Linked DNA regions of Mus musculus: region 2 is linked to region 1. Evidence: chromatin contacts called from public HiChIP or PLAC-seq data. All regions are on one chromosome and are shown on one strand. The core of a region is the stretch at or near the end of the contact, and the rest is flanking DNA. Distances in the headings are between cores, read along the strand shown. Region 1 holds the start of Far2 (fatty acyl CoA reductase 2). Region 2 overlaps Far2 (fatty acyl CoA reductase 2).

Region 1 (7,332 bases), core at 3,117-5,616:
GTGAAGATGAATTTGTGTTGGGAGAAACTGCATCCACGTGGGGACCCAGAGCCACACTGCAGAGGCCAGCATCCTGTCCCTGGCTTAAGCTATTGGAGAAGATGGTTTGCAAGTACAACATTCTTAGTATAATTCTCTGCTCAGCCCTTCAAAATTAGATTAAGAATCTTAATTCTCGCAGCAGCTAAGAATTCTCACACAGTGCCTGCACTGAGTCTTCTCAAGAAAAGGCCTGCCAATAATCAGGTGTAGGTAGAGGAGGATTTGCAGGGGGAATCTTTCCTTGCTGTGCCATTGGCTAGTGATGGACTCACAGAGAGGCAGAGGGAAAAAGGATCATTGCTTCCAGCTAGGAACCTACTTGTTACCCCAACAGGCTATAAGTATTCACTCTGATGGCTTTGGCTAAACTAAAGGGTCACAAAACAAACTTACAAGTGTGAATCTGGGGAGAGGGACAGTTGGGGATTAGAAGGGGGAGAGTGGGAAGCAGTGGAAGAGAAATGGGAAGGAGTGGGGAAAAAATCCTCAGAAACTGTCAAAAAACAAAATTAATCAGAAAAAAAAAAAAGATAAAAATTAGAGAACTGTTCAGCCCAACAGTGAGGAGAAGAACTTGTAGAGTCCACCTCCAGAAGAGAGACAGGGCATCAAGTGGAGGAATGAGGTTGCTGTCCCACAGTCAAATTCTCTGACTGAGAATTGTTCCTGTCTAAAAGAACTGCAGGGACAAAAATGGAGAAGAGATAAGAGAAAGGAGATCCATTGACGGGCCCAACTAAGATCCATCTCAAGGGGAGGCTTCAAGGCCTGACACTATTACTGATACTACGGTGTGCTTATAGATAGGAGTTTAGCAGGGCTGTCCTCCAAGAAGCCCAACAAGCAGCTGACTGAGACAAACTCAGATACTTACACCTAACCATTGGACTGAAGTCCCGGATTCCTGTGGTTGAATTAGAGAAAGGCTGGAAGAAGTTAAGGAGGAGAGTGACCCCATAGGAAGACCAGCAGTCTCAACACTAACCTGGACCCCTGAGATCTCTCAGACACTGAGCCACACCAACCAGGCAGCACACAGTAGCTGGTCTGAGCCCTCCAACAAATGTACAGCAGAGAACTGCCTGGTCTGGCTTCAGTAAGAGATGTGCCTAACCCTCAAGAGACTTTAGGCCCCAGGGAGTGGGGGAGGGGGTTGACCAGGGGAAGGGGTGGGAGACAGCCTCTTGAAGACAGGGGGAGGATGAATGAGATGAGGAACTGTGGGAGAGCAGACTGGGAGGAGGGCAACAACTAAATTGTAAAAAATTAAAAGTAGTAATAAAAAACAAGTTTATCATGAAAGTGTACCCTAGGAATTTCCTGGGACTGATAGAAATGTGAATGGCTTAAGCAACAGAATTTACTCTCTCACATTCCTAGAGTTTATAGAGCCACACTACCTTGAAAAGCTGTAGGAAGGTTTTTTGTTTGTTGGTTTTTGGCTCTTCAGCTTCTGGCCGCCATTTGCATTTCTTGGTCTCTTTGGTACCTGTGTCTAACCTCCCCTAGCCGTTCTGTTATACACTGCTGATTGGCCATTTGTCTTGGAGCCTTGCTATGTAGCTCAGGATGGTTCCACTGCAGAATCTCTAGGCACCTGGGCAGAGGCCCCATCTCAAGTCAGTCAAACACACAAGCTCCTTGCCTTACAAGGCCATATGCTTTTTCTAGGCCTCCATCCAGCCCACCAGTTGAAATGTGTTTACATCCTTATCAGGTGTGGAAGCATTACCCCCAGCACGTCCAAAACACAGAAAGAGACATATGAAGATATAGGCTGGCCATGGTGGCTAGTCCTGGTGTCAACTAGACTGCTTCTGGAATAATCTAAAATTCAAGTAGTTGGGCACACTTGTGAGGGATTGATTGGGTCATTTGAGTCGGGAAGACCCACCTCAAACCTTCTAGTGTCAGCTCACATAAAAAGACATGGAAGAAGAAAGCTTTTCTGCTTTTGTCTGCCTGACCTTACTCTTGCTAACAAGCTCATCTATCCTGATGCTGAGGCATTCCTTCGCTGGTGTTAGAACCTACTTCTTCAGATTACAACATAGACTTAAAACAAGCAGCTCCCCAGGAATCCTTGAGATTCCAGCACCAGATTAAGACTGCTGAGACAGACATCCAGCCTCGTGGACTGAACCAGACTCTTGGCCTTTGCATCAGGAGATGGCCATTATAAGGAGACAGTCATTATTAGACTAGCCTGACCATAGCCTATAAGCCACTCTAATAGATTGTGTCTGTGTCTGTCTCTATATGAGTGTCCTCTCTCTCTCTCTCTCTCTCTCTCTCTCTCTCTCTCTCTCTCTCTCTCTCTGTCAGCTCTGTTCCAGAGAACCCTGAAACACATGAACACATGGCTTTATATTTCTGCTCCCCACACTATCAGAGATTGCCAGAAGACCACTAGAAGTACTCAACAAGCAGCACAGAATAAACTCTCCTTCACACCCAATGTGGAATCAGCCCAGCAGACACCTGACCTTAGCCTTGCAGCCTGCAAAGTGCCAAAAGGATGCTGTCTCTGGTGTAAGCCACTCAGCCTACATGCTTCGCAATAGTGGTTCTTGCAGGCAGAACCCACCATACATATGAATACCATTCAATGATAATATTTAAGTTACTTTTCTTTTATTTTTTAATAATGCTGCATTCACCTATGGTTACTCCTCAGAAAGTGAGCCTTTTAATTTCTCACTTTACAAATAACCATAGTGAGCAATTAACTCTCCACACAATTCTTGTTTTGTGCATTCTTTTGGATATGCCCTAATAATAGAAATCTTTTATCAAAGGGTCTCAAAAAATAAAAAGGAAGTGTGTTGCTAAATTACTTTCCCAAAAGTTATAACCCTTGTGTTACCTATGTGACTAGGGGTTTTTGCATGTTTTATTTTGCAACATTCAGGGTTGAATCTGGGGCCTCATTGTGGTAGGCAAGAGTATCGTCCACCCCAGAACTACATTCTCAGCCCTATTTTTAATTTTTGAGTTGGGATCTTCATATTTTTAACCAAGCTGCTCTTGAACTTTCCAGGTAGCCCCCAGGGAGGCCTTGAACTTGCCACCCTCTTGGCCTAGCATACTGAAGAGCTGGGGTTGCAAGTGAAAGATTTCTATATCTTGTTACCATCATTTTCCTGGATCATTTCAAGTATACTCACAGAATTTGGGTCTGAGGACACATTCAGATATTTTCTCCAGTGGAGTGTGTGTGTGTGTAACTGCATGTTTGTCAAGTCCTGTTCTCTTCTCTTGCTTTTACATAGCCACCTATGTAAGACTATCTCTGGTTTACACTTCCCTTAACATACTTAATTAAACAGAGTCCAGAATCAGCAAATTCAAGAGAAGTGTGAGATTTTTTAATGGATGGAGTTCCTTGTTTCATTAATTTCAACTTTTCACGATTCAAAGTTGGTGTTTTTGTGTGCATATCACCTGTCATAATGAGATTCAGAATAATTTTGGGGCCATATTCCTTCCCACTTTCCTTAACTGACTATAAATTTGGAAGACTATCTTCCACATTGTGCAGAGAACTGAGGTGGGCGTTGGCCAGGTTTCCTCTCTGGTTGGGGGGAAATTTGCTCTCCCGCGGTCCATCATTCTATGACTTCCTGGCAGCTGGAGGGTTTCTGTCTAAAATTTACCAATAACTAAATATAAATAAAATAAAATTGTTAAAGCTACCAAGAGATGAAAGAAAGCGTTTCCTGGGGAAGTCCCAGAGATTTCCTCTGCCTGTTTCTCCCCTAGCATCCATGGTCTCTGCGCATCAGATAGCAAGAATCAGGTTTCTGCTCTCCACACCTCAAACCTCCCTGTTGCCTGCCCCCTCCCATCCCCCCAAAACACACACCTGCCACCCCTTGACTGTTTAAAAGCCCTTGAGCTGGCGCATCCCTGCCGAGCTCCTCTGCAGCTTCCATCCACCTGGCGTGTGGTGCGGAAGAGATGGATAAATGGGATCTGGAGTGCATTTTGCCAGTGCAATAGGAAGTGATCGCTCCTGCAATGAATCAAATCAGACTCTTTCTCTCTCTTCCCCTCCCTCCTTCCTTTGCTTTTCCAGACAGGGCGCCATCCCAGCTAACTTTCCCCTCACCCAACAATGCACACCAAGGGGGAACACACCCGAAGCCCAGGCGATGCCATCCTCGGGGCCTGTGCGTCCGAGGCCCCGGCACTCCTCCCGCCCTGGCAGAGGCCTCGGCTGGGCGCCCAGCAGCGACCAGGAAGGTCGGAGGGAGGGTGCGCTCCTCCCGCCCCACACCCAGTTTCTGAGCCGGATATATAGAGAGTCACGTTTGGGAGCCGGGAGAGCAGAGGCGCGGTTCAGAAAAGCTCGAGTGCCTCCTTCATCTCCGGGAGGACCGTGACCACCAGCCGGCAAGTCAACCGCACTGAAGCAGCAGGTACCACAAGGAAGAGAGCGGGGCGGGGAGGCCAGAAGGTTAGGCTAGGGGGACCTGAGGACTGTGGCTGTAAAGCAGGCAGGCACTAGGAGAAAAGCGGTGGCCCTGCCTCGCGTCCCTGGCCACTCACAGTCCTCCAGAGTCCTGTAGGCTCTAGGTATCTCTGAGTCTGCTAGGTGAGATGCACAGCCATTGGAAAACTGGGAAGGGCTGAGCAAGGTGAACATGGGAACCTCTCAGTAGTAACTGGGGACCAAGGTACAGGGGTATCTGGCTGGTCCCACCCAAGCCTTCCTAGTTCAGGAGCTACTCCTAGAGACAGCATATATTTCCAGGCCACATGTACAATGCTCCCTTTTCATGTCCTCCCTTACCCACTAGCTCACCTCAGGCTGTGAGTATCCAGACCCTTACTTAGAGATTCTTCAGGGTCATAAACCCCAGGGTGAAGTAGGCTTCAGTGACCAAATAGGTCTGTCCCTGATCAGAAGTTTCTGACTTCCTCCAGTGACTTGGGCATCATGAAGAGAACAAGAGGGGTAGGTGTCAGGGCCTCCAGCTAGGACAGGTGGCTTAAGGAAGGCTGTTCACACACCTCTGGGGGTGAGATTGCAGTCAGTATAATTTATGCCCATCCTAAGAATGCCTTGCCCCTGTCAGGCTCCTGACCCCAGTCTCCTTCCTGTCTCCTTTTGGGGTAAGATAATGAACACTTTTTGTTCCATACATTATTTACCTACTGTTGAGCTATCGTGATTATTATCTCTTTATCTGTAAGACTCTGGCTACCTTTTGAGTCATGCCGAGTGAATGCTCCATCGTTTGTGAGCAAGGAACCAAGTGAGCAGGAAACTCAATAGGGTTGTGTGCTTCTGCTTGTTTGTGGCCGTCTCCAGAGTTTGACATTGCAAATGGAAGTGTAAGACTCAGCCTGTAGCCCCACAGTTTGTCTCTCTGCTTCTCCATCTATGTGATCTGGAGAGTTGACTTGGGGTCATAGTTATTCTAAGTCATAAAATAGGGCAAAGAGATTAAATAAATTTTAAGGCGTCTTATAAACTGCACAGGTATTCATTTCAGCAAACTTCACATCTTGGACTTTGGCAGTGTCTAGAGATAACCAAGAGGTTTCTCCTGACCAAACTTCAAGGACAGTGATTTCGTTCATAGTGTTTCTAAAGACCTGTGTCTTACTCTTTATTTCCTTTATTCTAAGGGCATCTTCCACTCCTATCTCAAGGGATTCCCCCCCGCCCCCATCACTCCAAATGGTAATATTAGGCTACAATTGTCTGTCAGAGAGAAGCAGGTCACAGTGTGCTGGTCAGCATCAACACCATCAGGGGAGGATTGGTGATGGTGAACTCCCCCAAGGAAACAAAATATGATCCAGCTTCTGAAGAGGGACTGCTTCAGAGGGGCTGAGAAGTCTGTGTGTATCACTTTGGTTTCTCAAGACCATAGACATTTTGAGGACTGCAGAGATGGTTCAGGGGTTAGAAGTCTTTGCTGCTTGTCTGAGTTAGAGTTACTATTGCTATGAAGAGATACATGACCACTGCGACTCTTATAAAGGGAAACATTTAATTGGGGCTGGCTTTCAGGCTCAGAGGTTTAGTCCATTATGGTCATGGCAGAAAACATGGCAGTGTGCAGGTAGACACAGTGCTGGTGAAGGAGCTGAGAGTTCTAAGTCTGGCCACAGGAAGGGAAAGTGACACTGGACCTGGCTTGAACACTTGAAACCCAAAGCTCACCCTCAGCGACACACTTCCTCCGTGGCCATACCTCCCAATCCCACTCCCTAAGCATTTCAAATATGAGTCTGTGGAAGCCGTTCTTATTCAAACCACCACACTGCTCTGGCACAGGACCTGAGTTTTCAATTCCTAGCACTTATGTGGTGGCTTACAACCATCCATAACTCCAGTTTTAGAGTATTCCCTCTTCTGGTCTGTCTGGGCACCTGGCATTATTGTCAGTATATGTGCATGCATGCAGGCAATGTACTCATACATATAACATAAAGAAATTTAGATAAATAAAAATGAAATGTTTTTAAAAAAAAAAGAATAGCAACATTTGATCAGCCTTAAGAATTCATGTTTCAATCCATTCATTCATTTTTTGACAGGGTGTCATGTAGCCCAGGCTGATCTTGAACTTGCTATGTAGCTTAAATTATCTTGAAAAAGATATATATATATAGTCACCTTCTTGCTTCTACTTCTGGAGTACTGACATTAAAGGCATGCATCACCATGCCCAGTTTATGCAGTGCTGAGGGTGAATCCAGGGCTTCTGTGCACTAGGCAAGCTTTCTCCCAGCCGAGCTGCATCTCCAGGCCCAAAAGATTTAACAAGCATCATTGCAAGAGGACCATACCAGAGACCACCAGCCTACTTGCTCCCACCAGCATGACCTGACGCTGGGGCTCTATGGGAACACTTACTAGTGGTAAGCATGCATATTTCATGTTTGTGTTGTTCACAGACCATTCTAAGTACCTGATTAAAAGGGATAGAATATGAAATACACTTGCAGAAGGTCACAGCTTTCTGGCATGCAAACATCCACATTTCATGCCTTCAGCCAGTCTTCATGGGATCAGCTTTGCGAAGTTCAGACTCAAAAATTGAGCTGAGCTCCACAGCTAGAATTTCAAATAACTTTTTAGATGTCTATGAGCAACATAAAACATGAAGCGTTAACCTTGGAGCCATTGCTATGATCTTAATAAGAGGCTTCACATCATAATTTCATACTGGGTTCCCATTATCCCCTGACCCCAAATCGACAGCCCATTCTAGAGCTTACTCAGTAGTGGAGTTTCCTCATATCAACCCTAATTCAAGTGAGTTCTCTGTA
Region 2 (7,332 bases), core at 2,154-4,653, 46 kb after region 1:
TGTACATGAGTGAGCTGTGTAACTATCAGTGTGTGCTGTGTATCTGATCCTAACAGAAGGCTTTGCTCTGTATTGGACAGTACAGACCCCAACACATGGAAATGGAATGGATACTTTTCAGAAACCCTTAACAATTTTACAAGGAGTTAAATCACCAGCTCCAGCTGATCCAGATAACAAACATCATTGTTTATAAATCAGTATCATAAGTGGAAGCTTTCAAGCTTTGTAGTAGATTTTAGGAAGTTGTCTCAACTTTTACAATTGTAGCTTTCACTAAATGATTGATATACATGAATGTTCTGGTCAGGGGCATGGAAGAGCAGATAACTTAAGATACTGTTCTCCATTAGTTTAGATCATAAAAGTTGACAATATAGGAAGTCCTAAGCAATAAAATTTGGTTGTTATGTGAGTCTCTTAAAATCAGGTTAAAACAGTCTGAGCATACAGTAGGCTAGCTGTCTTTAGTGACTTTAAGGTATATGACTAACTCTGGCTGTGAGGTCCAGCAAAAGTTCTAGTCTCTGTAGAAGATATTTCCAGAATATTAAATACACTCCACCCCTCCTTTTAATTGTTGAGTCAGATCTCACCACACTATGCAGATTGGCCTCAGATTGTCTCCGTAATAAGCCAGACTGGCTCTGAACTTGGCATTCACCTGCCTCAGATTTCTGAGTAGCTAGGAGTACAGGCTTGAACCACCAGGCTCATTTTTGTAGACCACTATAAGTCAGGAATCATTACTTTAAATCAACACACATAAAATAAAATATAAAATAAAATAAAATAAAATAAAGGAGCTCTCAGTTCATAATATCTGTCTAATTTCCCAAAGAACAACAACCAATATCCTCTCTGAATCCTAATGAGTGAGAAGGGTCTCAAAATCACCCTGTGAATCCCAACATGATCCTCCTCTGAGGGCATCAAAGATTTCATCCTTGCCGTATTACTCCATGTACATAAAAAAAAAAAAAAAAAAAAAAAAAAAAAACCTGAGCCTCTGTACAGGAACAAAGGTTACACCTGCATAAGGTGTGTGGTAACCACCAGTCACTCAAAAATTGCACACAATTCTGAGTTCAGTGTCAGAGGTAAAGTGGTGTCTTTCATCAAGCCCCACAAAGAGAGGTCCTGCATCATCAGTAACTGAGAATTTGATAAACAGCCAGTGGATGCCTGTCAACTCTATTTTATATCTCTCCCCATTTCCAAAGAATAAGGTCCTCAGCAAAAGGCCTGGGCCACTAGGCATGACAGAAGATGAAAAGCTGGCCTGTGTCTAATACAGACATGAGCCTTGAGAGAAGCTCAGTGAAGAGCATAGCCGCTCTTGTAGAGAACAGAGATTTAGTTCCCAGCACCCACATGGTAGCTTGCAATCTTCAGTAACTCTAGTTCCAGGGGATCTGATACTTTTTTTTCTAACTTCTGTGGGCACCATGCACACATACATGCACACATGCTGGCAAAGAAACTCACAAAGTAAAACTTTAAAACCCAAAGACCAAATTCCACGGGCATGAGTTGGTTTCCCAGAGAGATGCTGAAGGAGGTGCTTTTTCACTGGCTTTTCCTTAAATTGGTGTGAAGCCAACCTCAGAGAACATGAGGCCTGTGAGGACTTGAAATGTACAGCCTTGTGAAGGAGTTACAGCAGCTTGAGGAAATGGCTCCCAGGAAGACACAGCTCTGTGTAAACATGGGCCCCCACCCCCCACCCCCCTCCACCACCCCCCACCCCTCTGAGAGGACATGACCCTATTCTCTCATTGTAATTGATACTACAATGAGACCACTGACAAAAATGTCATAAAAATAAACAATGAAAATTCCCGCACATTTTATGGAGGAACTAACACACACACACACTAAGGAGTCACTTGGACATAAAACATAAAAAGGGGTGCCTAGGATGTGTTGTTCAGCTGCTGAGATCTGCAGAACAAAACACAAGAGTTTTTCTTATTATTTTATGTGTCTAAGAGGTTTTCTTGTATGTATGCATGTATGTGCATCACATATATACATGTGCAGAGCCAGCAGAGGCCAAAAGAAGGTCTCAAATACCCTGAAACTGAAGTTACAGATGATTGTGAATCACCATTTAGGTGTCAGGAACCCAACCTGGGTCCTCTGAAAGAGCAGCAGGTGATCTTCGCCTCAGAGCCATCTCCAACCCAGGAAAGTGTTTTGAGGAGAATATGCTCGATAGAGTAGCAATGCACATCTGAAGCTGAGACAGCAGCATTGCCATCAGTGTGTTTTGCGTGAAATATTAAGAAAGCAATCCATGCTACGCCAGCCAGACACCATCAGGCAGGCCAGCCTGTTCTCATCTTTGCAGACTCTCTAACCCTGAGCTCTGAAATCTCTCCACCCAATTTGTTAAGTTCCCATGGAGGGCCATTGCCATGCCAGCCCCACGCTTTCAAATTTCTAAGGCCTTTTGGGCCACGCTTTGCCACTGTACCTTTCTCTCTGGAACCCAGTTGAGTTGCTGCGTGAAGGGAAACACCACACAAACTTAGTTCAGAATTAACAGGTAACTCAAGCACTGGGTGCAGCAACTAGCATCCTAGTCTCTAAGCCATTCTAAGTTAAATCCTCCGGTAGCAGATCCCAACAGATCTGCCACCTGAACTGGGAGCCTCCACTACCTACATTTTGGTCTCCACCTGCCCTTTGGGCAGTCTCCTCCTTCTGCTCCCCCCCCCCCCACTTCATCTCTCTGACCTGGAAGTCCTGCCTACTCCTCACCCAGTTATTGGTCCCCTGAAATCTTTATTTATTAGGGGAACGTTCTCCTGAAGTCACTTGAGTATGTGATTCATGCATTATCCCAGGCAACCCCTCTTGGGGAAGTGGAATTAGCATCAAAATACAATTAGCACCAGGGCTATCCACAACAAGTGTGAGGCCAGGCTGGTTTCTAGAATGAGCACCAGCCTGGGCTACAATGCAACTGTCTCAAAGCAATCGAAAGAAAACCAAATGGGTTCTGGGCAGAGGGAGCAGCAGATGCTTTGACCCCAAGGTGAGATGAAGTTCTGCACCTAGCGAGCCACCTGCTTTGACTAGGTCTTTCCTGACAGACACTATCTGAGGATTTGTTATCAACTGCAGTGATTACACATAGTTATCACATTATGCTATAAAGAAATCTGAAATTCTGGGTTGAATGGGTTCATAAAACCTCCGCTTCCCAACCCCCACTTAATTCACTCCATGGGTGGTTCTGGGGTGCCTTGCCTAGTACAATCTGGTCATTGTACTATGTGTGGATAATAAAGGTGCTGGTCCCTTCCAAAACCCAAGTCTTTGCAGAGGTCTTCAGAAGTTTCAGAGAGGTCTGTGGACTAGGAATGAAGCGTGCCCTCTGTTCTTGGCACAGCCTGTATCTAGTTAGTTCCCGGTCTCCGTGTGCTGCGTAAGCATTGGCTCCTTCACCCACTGATTCTAAGGCACAAGCAGCCACTTCGCAGTGATTACTGAATGATTATACCCGGAAAGCAAGGGTGAATGTGGTGTGCAGACCAGATCCATATGTGTAGCTTTCCCTGCTGTAGTCAGTATGGTCTGGCTAGATCAGGTGCAGACAAGACCCTCGGGAGAGTAGCAAAGGCTTCATGTGACCCCTGAACTCAAAAGAAATGGTTCTCATAGCCAGCCTAGAAGGGCCTCACACCAGGGAGCTTCCTTAAGGGCTAAAAGAAACTTGGGGTCTCAATGTCTCAGAAGTCCTGACTCCCAGACAACTGTGTCACATGGCTGTGGTTTAAATATCCAGATATTTAATGTTAAAAGGACCCAGAGATTATTTCTAACTTTAAAAGAAAATACTATGTTTAAATTTTTTCAATTGGAGACTACCCAGTATGAAAAGTTTAATATTCTGTTTACCAGGGGGTGAGGGGTGGGTTGTTGTTTTGTTTTGTTTTTGAGACAGGGTTTTGTATAACCCACACTACCTTAAATTCAGTATATAGCTGAAGATGACCTTAAATGTCTGATGCCCCTGTTTCCACCTTCCAGGTGCCAGGATCACAGGAGTAGAGCACCATTCCCAGCTAAAAGCTTATTTTCAAAATGAGAACTCTGATTTTGGTCAGAGGCATGGTGTTACTGACCCCATCTCTAAGGAGTGACTCTCTAACAGGGGCAGGCATTCTGACTGAAGCGTCCCAGTTCCTTACTGGGATTCCTAGTGAGTAGACCATCTAGGAGTGACGTGTTTCTAAGACAGCTTGCTCCCAAAGGGGTGCTCCCCTACCGCTCCACCTGACTCACTACTCAGGTTATCCGTAATCATCGCCCCTGTGTAGAACTGAACTGCGCACTTTGGGTCTTGTCTCATGCTGGTTTCGGCTGCTGATGTGTTCCCATCATGTGTCACATCAAAAGCAATTAAGACGCTGTGTCTAAGAGAGGCACTAACATTACCTGACACAGGTGTTTAGCTCTTTGAGATGGACTGGGAAACTGCTGGTGCTTCCTAACAGTTGGCTTGCATTCAACCTGGCAAGCGGCCTCAGACCCCAAGAGCCATGCTACAGCCTCACAGGGCATGCGACTTTCCCATAATGGTCCTCTATGACAGTCTTGAGTAAAATTATGGTCTGGTTCCACTTCCAGGCTTCTGGCTCCTGTCCAGTAATCAAAGTGTTTGCTGCCTCTGAGTTAAATGGAAGGTTCCTTGGGATCCAACTTGAATATCTCCCATACTTTTGGTGTGTGTGTGTGTGTGTGTGTGTGTGTGTGTGTGTGTGTGTGTGTGTGTGCACGTGTGTTCATGTATGTCCACCTGTGTAGAAGTATACATACTCATGTTTGTAAGTATGTGGAGAAGCAGAACTCAATGTTGGATGTTTTTCCCAATCTCTCTACCTTATTTTCTAAGACAGGATCTCTCCCTGAACCTAAAGCTCACCTATTTGCCAGCCTGGCTGGCCATCAAACTCCAGGGCTCCTGAAGTTTGTATGTCCCAGAGCTGAAATTACAGATGTGTACCCTGATTTTACATGTGTACTGGGGGTCTGGACTCTGGTCATGTTTTCTTGGCAGGTAGTTTATTGGATGCGTCATCTCCTCAGTTTTGTTGAGTCTTTTTGAGACAGTGTCTCAACATGTAGCTCAGGTTGACTTTGAACTCTTGACTCTCCTACGTCAGCCTCTCTTGAGATCTTACAGGCATAAGCCAAAACACTGAGATGACTTCTCTCTTTCCTTGGGGTAATAAGGCACACTGACATTTGGATGGAAAGTATATGAAGTCTTGTGCCAGGAAGAGCAAAGGACAGAGAGGAAAACTAGCATAAGAAGCTGGTAACTACACAGAGCGCTGCTACAGAAGCTGTACTGCCATGGGTGTGGTGACACCTGGTGGGGCACAGTGTCTCAAGCTCACCATGGGCCAAGAGGACCTAAGATAAATCAGTGACTCTCAGTCATCCCTGAATGTGAGGGCCATCTGGGAGAGGTTTTTTAAGTGCTGAAATGGGGCCACACAGGAAGGCACAGGAAAGTTGTGGTGATTTGGGGGTTAGGAAGAGAACTTCTAGGAAACCAAACTTGTTTGGTCATGGCAAAAAAACCATGGTGTCAAGGAGAACAAGGGAAGGCAGAAGGTAGGTTTTATCTAATTATTACAAGGCCTAGTAGGCCTGGCCAAGGGGTTTTAGAAACTGCCTGGTCATGCACTGCCAGGGTTGCTTTCTCTGACATCTAGAAAATCCCAGATTTAATGTCTCCTACCACTTCCTTCTTCCCACTTCTGCCTCCTGAATTGGAACCTCAGTTTAACATAAAGTAAGTGTAGACTCCTGCCAAGACCTCATTGGGTCCTTCTTCTTCTCCCGGACATAAACACTGAGAAGTAGCACAGTGACATCAGCCATTCCAGCCACCTATGTAATTCTTCCAACTGAAAACTTGAGTTCAAGCTCTAGAACCCACGGGATGGAAAGAGAGCTCTGATCCCTGAAACATTTCCTCTGACCTACAACACCCATGATATGACTTGCAATCGTCACATTCACACAAAGTAAAATGAAAGGTTATGAGGTACATTTGAGTAACATTCAGTAACATGTCCCCTCAGCATCCTGTCCTCAGCACGTGTTGCCTTCAAGGCTGCTGTTGACTTCACCAGTGTGTCTTGTGCTGTAAGTCTCTAACTTTCTTTCCTAAATGAGGTGGATCAGGTCAGACATTGGCTTTACCCTATGTGGGAAGAGCCCAGTCCATGCTAGAGCCTTGGGTTCACCTTGTGAATGAATGAATGTGTAACTGCTGGCACTAACCCAGGCCTCCCTCCTGAGTGTTCATTTGATTGATGGCCTTGCTTTATTTTGTTTTGTTTCAAAGATATATCTTCCCTTAATGTACTTTAAAAAAAAATGTTAGCCAGGAATAAATTTCCTTCTTACCAATCAAGAAACCAACACACATTCCAGATAGTATTTCCAAGGGAAATCGCTTCTACCATACCTTCAAGTAATATTGGAAAAATGATTCATTTTAATATTATTTACATCTGTTCTTCAACTCAGACTTTCTCCATTTGATGGACAGATGTACAAACCTTCCATGTCCTCCTGTGCATAATGGTGCTTATCAATATACTCTGCAGTGTGTGTGTGTGTGTGTGTGTGTGTGTGTTAAGTACACATTCTACATGTGTGTATTATCAGAATACTCTGCAGTGTGTGTGTGTGTGTGTGTGTGTGTGTGTGTGTTCAGTACACATTCTACATGTGTGTATTATCAGAATACTCTGCAGTGTGTGTGTGTGTGTGTGTGTGTGTGTGTGTGTGTGTGTTCAGTACACATTCTACATGTGTGTATTATCAGAATACTCTGCAGTGTGTGTGTGTGTGTGTGTGTGTGTTCAGTACACATTCTACATGTGTGTATTATCAGAATACTCTGCAGTGTATGTGTTCAGTAGAGATTCTGCATGAATATGCATGAATTTTGCACTCTGCATGAGTACTTGTATGTATATATGTATATAAGTATGTATGTGATCAGTAGATTGTATTATATGAATGTGTGCATGTGTGTTTATGAGTATGTATGTATCAAAGAGACAGAGAGAGAAAGAAGAGAAGAGGTCAATAGAATCTGAATGTGTGTTTGCAAACGTAGCCCTCTGGATTTTGATGTTATAAGAAGAGGGTTTAATTCATCTTTTGTCAGTGGCTATAGTACTAATGTAGTATCTTGTGAAACCCATCTTCTGGCTAGAAATCTATCACAGCCTAAAACTGTAACTTCATGTATAGGAGGAAAAGTGTGAGTCACGTTCTATTTCCATTTCCCCA

Evidence for each region. HiChIP or PLAC-seq counts read pairs in DNA pulled down with a chosen protein or histone mark.
Region 2: a contact with region 1 is called in an H3K4me3 HiChIP or PLAC-seq map of intestinal crypt epithelium, with 5 read pairs. The contact joins the enhancer-like site here to the promoter of Far2 in region 1. A contact is called at or near these places in 1 of 39 promoter capture datasets (macrophages), 1 of 484 Hi-C or Micro-C datasets (cerebral cortex), 4 of 115 datasets of contacts at active chromatin or transcription factors (embryonic stem cells, intestinal crypt epithelium and neural progenitor cells) and 3 of 9 other capture datasets (adipose tissue, liver and pancreatic islet).

Annotation. Positions count from the first base shown.
Region 1 is chr6:148,043,050-148,050,381 of GRCm38.p6, forward strand. Far2 (fatty acyl CoA reductase 2) reads left to right here and starts at 4,367. Exons shown (of 12, transcript NM_001347516.1): 1 at 4,367-4,463.
Region 2 is chr6:148,089,903-148,097,234 of GRCm38.p6, forward strand. The region is part of intron 1 of Far2 (fatty acyl CoA reductase 2); the gene reads left to right. Among named protein-coding and RNA genes, the nearest start is that of Far2os1, 26 kb to the left of the region's middle. Within about 2 kb of position 3,404, at least 4 of the 459 cell types and tissues checked have an H3K27ac peak or open chromatin away from gene starts, as enhancers often do. A contact at or near this core is called in adipose tissue and intestinal crypt epithelium, where this site is marked.